Regions from separate parts of the Zea mays genome. Here region 2 is linked to region 1. Evidence: chromatin contacts called from public Hi-C data. All regions are on one chromosome and are shown on one strand. Each heading gives the region's core, a stretch centred on a gene start, on an enhancer-like site or on the middle of the called end of the contact. The rest is flanking DNA. Distances are from core to core; before and after follow the strand shown. Region 1 holds the start of LOC100283447. Region 2 holds the start of LOC100381563 (Uncharacterized protein family (UPF0114)).

What was found. Hi-C and Micro-C count contacts between places; a contact is called where the count stands out from the background.
Region 2: a contact with region 1 is called in a Hi-C map of ear, with 2.1 times the contacts expected there. The contact joins the promoter of LOC100381563 here to the promoter of LOC100283447 in region 1. A contact is called at or near these places in 4 of 25 Hi-C or Micro-C datasets (ear, leaf, root tip and 1 more).

What each region holds. Positions count from the first base shown.
Region 1 is chr2:221,289,540-221,293,181 of Zm-B73-REFERENCE-NAM-5.0, reverse strand. It overlaps LOC100283447, which reads left to right and starts at 2,336. Exons shown (of 8, transcript NM_001156348.2): 1 at 2,336-2,555; 2 at 2,948-3,072; 3 at 3,532-3,592. The coding sequence starts at 2,511. It overlaps LOC100272403 (BTB/POZ and MATH domain-containing protein 2), which reads left to right. Exons shown (of 4, transcript NM_001146883.1): 4 at 525-1,063. The coding sequence ends at 700.
Region 2 is chr2:221,430,796-221,434,660 of Zm-B73-REFERENCE-NAM-5.0, reverse strand. LOC100381563 (Uncharacterized protein family (UPF0114)) reads right to left here and starts at 1,305. Exons shown (of 5, transcript NM_001174388.1): 1 at 962-1,305; 2 at 787-864; 3 at 593-692; 4 at 326-468; 5 at 1-169. The coding sequence starts at 1,207. LOC103647906 reads left to right here and starts at 3,782. Exons shown (of 5, transcript XM_020549387.2): 1 at 3,782-3,865. The coding sequence starts at 3,824.

The DNA.
Region 1 (3,642 bases), core at 1,087-3,586:
TGGTTCGATTCTGTGCATTTTAGCTTGAGTTATACTGGAACACTTCAATTTCTTCTTAATTTGATTCTGATAAATGCATAGATATGATGGTCATGCATCACAGTTGTAATGAGTAGTGAAGTTCTGTTTATAATTTGTTAGAGTTTAAATTCTGCTAACTGTTTCTTCTTAGTTTTAGAACTTTGTTCACCGGTTCGTAAATTTCATGGTGTTTTTTTAAACATGAAACATGTGGGTTCTTTTGAAAAATGCGTGAACAGTTTATCTTAAGACAATTTGAGGAACGAGCAAAAAGCTTGTCAAAAAACATTTCGTTAGTCATAACTCATAACTGTTTATTGCTTATTTTTGCTGGGTAGTAACTGATGTGGAATGCTAGCTGCAAAATATGATACTTATAGAACCGTTTATTCTGTATCTGTATCATGTGTTTCAGTATCATTATTATGTCTTGTGCTTTCAAATCACCTATATGCTGGTTTCATATATCAGCATCTTCTTAACCATGTTTTTTTTCTTTGCAGCTGTCATGCAAACCGATGGGTTTGATTATTTGCAGCAAAGCTGTCCATCCCTCCTGACCGAGCTTCTTGAATATGTGGCCAAGATAGGAGAGCACTCCGTGAGCCCCTGCCTGTATTCAACTGAAGTCCTTGATGGTGGAGATGCCAATGGACGACGCGTGAAACCAAGGATCTAACGGCTGCCCAGATGAGCCTAGAAGAGGGAGTTCCTTGTCTTTTTTTTTTGTTGTTGTTGTAAAGTGATTCCAATGACGGGCGCCTTCTGTGGTGCCATAATCATGCATGTTGTAGCGTTGGTTTGTGTGTGTTGTGATTTCCCCAGCCCCATTGCTGCTACTGTAGAGGGACTGATATACATCCTACTGACTAGACTGCGTTGCTGCTGCAAAGCAGCTTTTCATCATATGCCAAGGATGGTCTGGTGCAAAGGTTTGATCAATATGTTCTGCAGAAGTTTTACCTTTCGCTAGGCCAGATTTGTCGATTCATGGTCATCTGTATTGACTGTATTCAATTGAAATGAAATGTATCCGTTGAACATTCACTTTCATACTGATCCGTTCATCTGTCCTACCCTTAAATCTCAAATACCTTTTACCTGTGTGAAGTAACCGTTTGATTATTGCCTTTTAACTTTGTGAAATGCCCGTTTGATTCGTGACAGGAAATTATTTGTTACTTATTATATTGATTAAACGGCTGGTGGCAGAAGGACCGGCACTTTAGCTACTTCGTTATAGAATAGTTGATGTTATAGGTATTCTGTTCTAAAATTGTTCTAAATAGTTAAGGTTGTAGTTCTAAAATGGTGATATATGATTTAAATATCATATGTTCTTATTTTACAATATATTTTTCTCTTATATCTTTTTTTCTTTTACCAATGCATCTCTATTTTCTATATACTATATTTTTTTTACTTTTATTTTAAAATTTTATGTTCAAATGAAAAAACATCAACTATATTAGAGAGGATGGATTATACATTCATAAATCTCTTATTCACTTCGACATTGCATATCAAACCTTCGTGGTTTCTTCTCTTTGAACTAGTTATTCTAGACTAGAAGAGATTGCCGCTGGAACTAAGCAAGACTGTGAGGGTATGTTCGGTTACCTGATTAAAGTTTAGTTCATATTATATAGGATGTTTAAATGTCACTTACGTGTATTAAATATAATCTAACTATAAAACTAAATACATATATAAAGATTAAATGACGAAATAAATTTATTAAACTTAATTAATCCATAACTAACAAATGTTTGTTGTAGCATCATATCATGATATGCTGATATGCGCGAATCATGAACTAATTATGTTAACGACGAGATAAATTTATTAAACTTAATTAATCCATAACTAACAAATGTTTGTTTTAGCATCATATCATGATATGCGTGAACTAATTATGTTTATAGACTCGTTTGACCATTTAATTTCTATCTACATAATTGGTTCTATAATTAAATTATACTAAATACTTTTAACTAGCATTTAAAACAGAATTAAAAGTTAGTCCTTATCATGCTTTAAGCTAAGTTATACAAGGAGATAGAAGAAACCTATTTAGAATATGTTTGGTTCACCTATAGATTCTTAAAAATCTAATTTTATCTATATAAAAAAGCTATTGAGAGTTGATGATTTTGGAAAAGCTAAAATATATTTAGTTAAACAACTGTCAACTGTAAGAGTATGATAGCTTGCGGCAAGGATGGCATAAATCTAAAAAAATCTGGTGAGAGGTGATTAATCAAACTATAGAAATATATGTAGATTTTTAAGAATCTATTACGATGTTTTTTGCACTGAATCTGGTTGTGAACCAAACACACCTCAGCTGCTCTGTCCAAACGCACCCTGACTTCCGAGTTCCGACCCCCACTGCTTTGCTTGCTCTGCACTCCGCTAATTCCTTCCGCGGCGATCCCGAGCAAGAAACCCAGCAGCGCGGCGGATCTCGCCGGGCGGCGGCCGCCACTATGATGAGCGGTAGCTCGCCTCCGCCGCCCTCGCTTCCTGCCGGGGTACACCTCTCTCCATCTCTTCCTTCCCGCCGGGGTACACCTCTCTCATCTCTCTCGTCCCTCTGGGTACACCTCTCCCATCTCTATCTAGATCTGGGAGTAGCCTGTTTGTTTAGGGCGGGCGCCATGAATCAGGACACCTCGTGATCTGATACTATCTGCCATATCTAAGATTGAATCGGCCCCAACGTGTTCGCGCGTGCTGCTATCCACAGACTAACCGATTTGTTGTTTGCTAGATGGATAGATATTGTCTGGCGACTGAATTTTGTTTGAAATTACTGTATGTCCCATTATGCCCTTTGCCACCGATTAGATAGATGCCATGTGTTTGAATGGAAAATAATCAGTTCTCTCCCTCTCATGACATATGGTCTCGCCAACGAATGCAGAGTGGAGGCTTCTTCAGGGGATACACAAAGCTGTGCAAGGGCCTCGCCGTCATATTGCTCATTGTGCACCTTGTAGTCCAGTTGTTTCCGTCCGCCGTCACCTATCTCGCGCTTATCCCTGGAAGGTAGAAGCTCAGATCTCCACTGTATTGGAATTCTGTATCCAGAGCAACATCTTTAGTTGCCTGTTTGGCTCCTAGCTTGCCTAGATCTGTTTCCTAGTTACCACGTTATGGGTTTCCACTGGATGCCCAGTTGTTTCTTAGTCACCCTCTGTGGTAAAATGCTTGTTCTTCTGGTACTACTGACTGTTATGTGGATCCAGAACATCCATTTGAAATGCAGGTTTAAGCTGCTGGGTTATTGCAATTACAATAATTAGTCAGCGTGCTAAATTAATAACATGTTGGTCAGTTGGTCTCATGGTTTCACACCACTAAATGTCTAGATCTAGACTGCATTCAGCATTGCATCTGGTTTGCTTTAGCCTATGCAATTAATTTACCAAATATTCTCTAAAGGAAAAAAAAACACCGAACCAAATGTGTGTCTCGAATATTCAGCTATCTGTTTTTTATCTGCAGAACGATCCCTTTTGCTTGGAACCTGATAACTGCAGGCTATGTCGAGCAAACAATTCCAGGGGTAAATTTTCCCATCCCATCATTGAATTTATTATCCGCACCTTCGTCAAT
Region 2 (3,865 bases), core at 56-2,555, 140 kb before region 1:
CCGACGACAAGAAGATGCAGATCGAGTAGCTGAGGAGGTCCAGCCCCGTGGCGATTGTCACCATCTTGCTCCTCTCGAACATCTTCACCAGCAGGATCATCACGATGACGTGCCCCACTATTGTCTTCAGCTCGTCGAGGGAGGTGATCTTCATCCACTTGGGGCGTTCCTGCATGAACAAGAATTAATCAGTAGAAACGATGAGTGCAGTTCTCAGACATGATACATGCGTGTGCGAGTCCAATGTAAGCAAACAGAATAATATGGCTTCCTTACTTCAAAAGGTATATAAAAAATGATGGAGATTTCAAATTCTGACGGTTACCTTCAAAGCGAACATCCCGAACAGCGACGATCCGCTCAGGGCACGGTCGGATTCAGAACCAACACCCGCGGAAGCGTTGCTGACGAAGAGACCGTAGAGACCCATCCCAAATATCAACATGACCGTTCCAGCAAGATACACATCTGCAGAGGATTGTGCAGCGCAACAGTGTACCGCCGCAACGCAAAGCAGCAACAGTGTTCTAGTGAGAAACAACAACGCTGACGACGATGATGCTAATTGACTGAACAGATTAGCACATCTCACCGATGGCCTCGACGACTTTGAGGACCATCTGTCCCGTATGGACCCCCTTGACGCAGCTCGACCAGTAAACCTGGTATGCCTCTTTGATGAAGACACAGCCCTGGTCACGAGCAGATCGACGTTAGATAAGCAGATCCATGAACCTTGGAGCGGAAGCAGCCATACATGGGACGCAGAGATCCAAGATCGCTTACATTGAGGAAGCACAGGAGGGAGCCGGCGAGTGACCCCGCGACTGCGAGGAGCGCCAGGAACCGGAAATCGAAGATAACCTGCGGCGAGCACAGGCACAGCGGCGGCGGCCGCCTGCGTCATCAGACGAGCATGGATGGTGGTGAGGGAACGTCAGACAGAGAGAGGATCACGTACCCTCTCGACGGTGGTCTCGACGACGGTGGACTTGGTGGCGGGCACGACGGCGTTGCCGTTGGGCCCGCCCACGATCCCGTAGCCGCCGCCGCCGCCGCCGCCGTGCTGGGACGACACCTCGCCGGACGGCGCGGAGGACGCCGCCGAGGCGACGGCCACGAGCCGCCGCCGCCGCCGCGGCTGCGGAGGGAGCAGCCGGGAGGCCGCGTGGACGGCTGCAGGCGCGCGCAGCACCAGGAGCGCCATCGTTTGGCTTGTTTGGTGCTTGCTGTGGGCCTGTGGGCGTGCGGTGCAGGCGCGATGCTCCGGCTTCCTGGCGGGCTAGGACTTGGACTGGAGTGGAGCGACGACCCGAAGGAGGAGAGGTGGGCAGAAGGCGTGTGGCGGGACGGGGACATATCTGGTACTGGCCTCGCGCATCGTCGCTGTCGGATGTTTCCCCGTAACTGCCACAGTGGCACTGTTGGGGCTTGTTCGGTTATTCCCAATACACATGGATTAGATGGAGATTGAAAAAAATTGTGAAGAAGTTTAAGTTGTTTGGGATTCAAACGCATCCAATCCCGCTCAATTCACATGGATTGAGAGCTAACCGAACAATTGTTCCAGTTCCAGCAGCGCGTGGAGCACGAGCACCGGCGCCGTCGAGCACGACACGACGGTGTACTGGAACTGGAGTGGGGTAGCTGCTCAAACCCACACGTTGCGGGAAGAGGCGGATCGCTAGCCTGTACTATAGATGTCCAAACGGGCCACCCGGCACGGACCCGACCCGAACCCGTTTCGGCACGGTACGAATAGGGTCGGGCCAGGCACGGCCCGTTGATGCTTCGGGCCGGGTCGGGCTGGCCCACGTGCCTAGGGACATGTCCAAACCCGGCACGCACAGGGAAAAATCGTGCCGGGCCGGCCCGGTGGCCCGGTGGGCCTCAACGGACCGGGCCGGGCACTGGCCCGAACCAACAGTAGAACGGTATATAAATACATATATTTAACAGAATTAATCATATATAATAACATATTATTTATATATATTAAGACAATAAAATATTTATGTATGCATTTTATATTTATGTATGCATTTTATATATGTTTGGCCGCGTATTTAGTATTTACATACTATGAGAGAATTAAATGTATTTACATATTTAATATTTACATAAATATGCGGGCCGCCGTCGGGCCGACCCATTTATCGGGCCGGGCCGGACCAAAGCACGCGGGCCGCCATATGTGCCCATACCCGGCCCGGGCCCGTAACCGACCGTGCCGGGCCGTGTTTGGACCGGGCTAAATTCGTGCCGTGCCACGAGCCAAACGGGCGGCCCGCACTGTTTGGACATCTATAGCCTGTACTGCTCTGCTGCTTGGAGATGGTGCCGGCCGGAGAGCGCGTGTGCGGCGTTCCATTGGATCGGAGAGGAACGGTGCGCAGCTTGCCGCCGTAGATTGACTATTTTGTCTGTCTCTGAGTCTGAGCGTGTCGCCGGCGGGTCGGGTCCGGACTAGTCTGGACTCTGGACTGGACGAGAGCGAGATGATCAGATCAGAAGAGGAGGAGGAGGAGACGAAAATCGCCGTGCGATGGTTTGGGCCAGCAAATGCATGCACATGCAGAGACCAGAGCCGCGGCGGTGCAAAATGCATCACATGTTTGCCATGCCTATGCGGTCCCGCTGACATAGAACCCGCAGCTAGGGACGAAACCGGACCTGATACACGAGTTACTGCATTACGTGCCATAGGATCGTTTCGTATCCTATTTTTTTTCTCTCGAATTTTGAAATCGAATATATATTATTCAAATACTGATATCTGTCCTAACATATCAAAAAAATAGATTTTGGTTATTGAATTCAGCTACAGTCGAAAATTAAATAGTTAGACTCCGATACGAAATATCTATATATGATTTTCATCCTTTCGGGATGAACACATATCAATAAACATCCCTTTTGCCATGACCATAGACTGACACTCGTTTATTTTTCTTACCTTTTCTTTTTTTTTTTTTTTTTTGCATCCAATTTTATTTTCTCACTTTTCTTTCTTTCTTTACTAGTGTGCCCATAGTTTTTCTATGTACTATGAACAAATTTTCATATTGAGAAATTTGATTAGAACAAGTTATATTGAAAAAAATGTACTAGATAAGTAGTGTGTGAATATTTTGAAAGACGTTGAACAACCATAACTTATGTACTCAGGTTATGCGAAAAATTCGGGTCAGGTAATTCTCGTGTTAAAAATTGCTACTCGGTGGTATTATTCAAAATTTCAGACACCCAAATATTGAGGGAATAGCCCCTAACGGAAGTTGGACTTGAACCAAACTGTGGGCCTCTTTCTTGAGCAATTTTCAATGCAATGGGTCAGATTTGAATCTTGTTTTGGCCCATCAATTGAATTGGCCAAACACCTCCGCCGTTCCAAAACGCTCGAAATTTTAAAAATGAGCTTCAAGAGACTAGCTAAATAGCTTGTTAAGCTAAATTTTAACTACTTAATAATATAATATCTCTTTAACAGATTATTTATTTAATTTGCTAAGTTATCTGACTCTCTAAATTAACTTTATCACTGTCTAAATTTATCTAGCAACTTTCGCTAGCTAAGTTAGAGAGTCTGTTGAAATGATATGTTATATATAAAATTTAATATTTATGAAGAGATAAATAAAAAATCAAATAGATAGTAAAAAATAAAGAGTCTCTAAGGACGCTACTTTCTTCACCAGCCTCACAGCCACACCACCGAAACTTTTCGAAAATCCGCCACAAAATCACAGTTGTCGGGAGCCCAGCAAGTCGTCAACCGCTGCCTCCGCCACCATCGGGCGACTGCTCCTCCTCTGCCCGCGGCATGGGAGCGGAATATCCCACCTTCGCGGACGTCTCCAGGGCC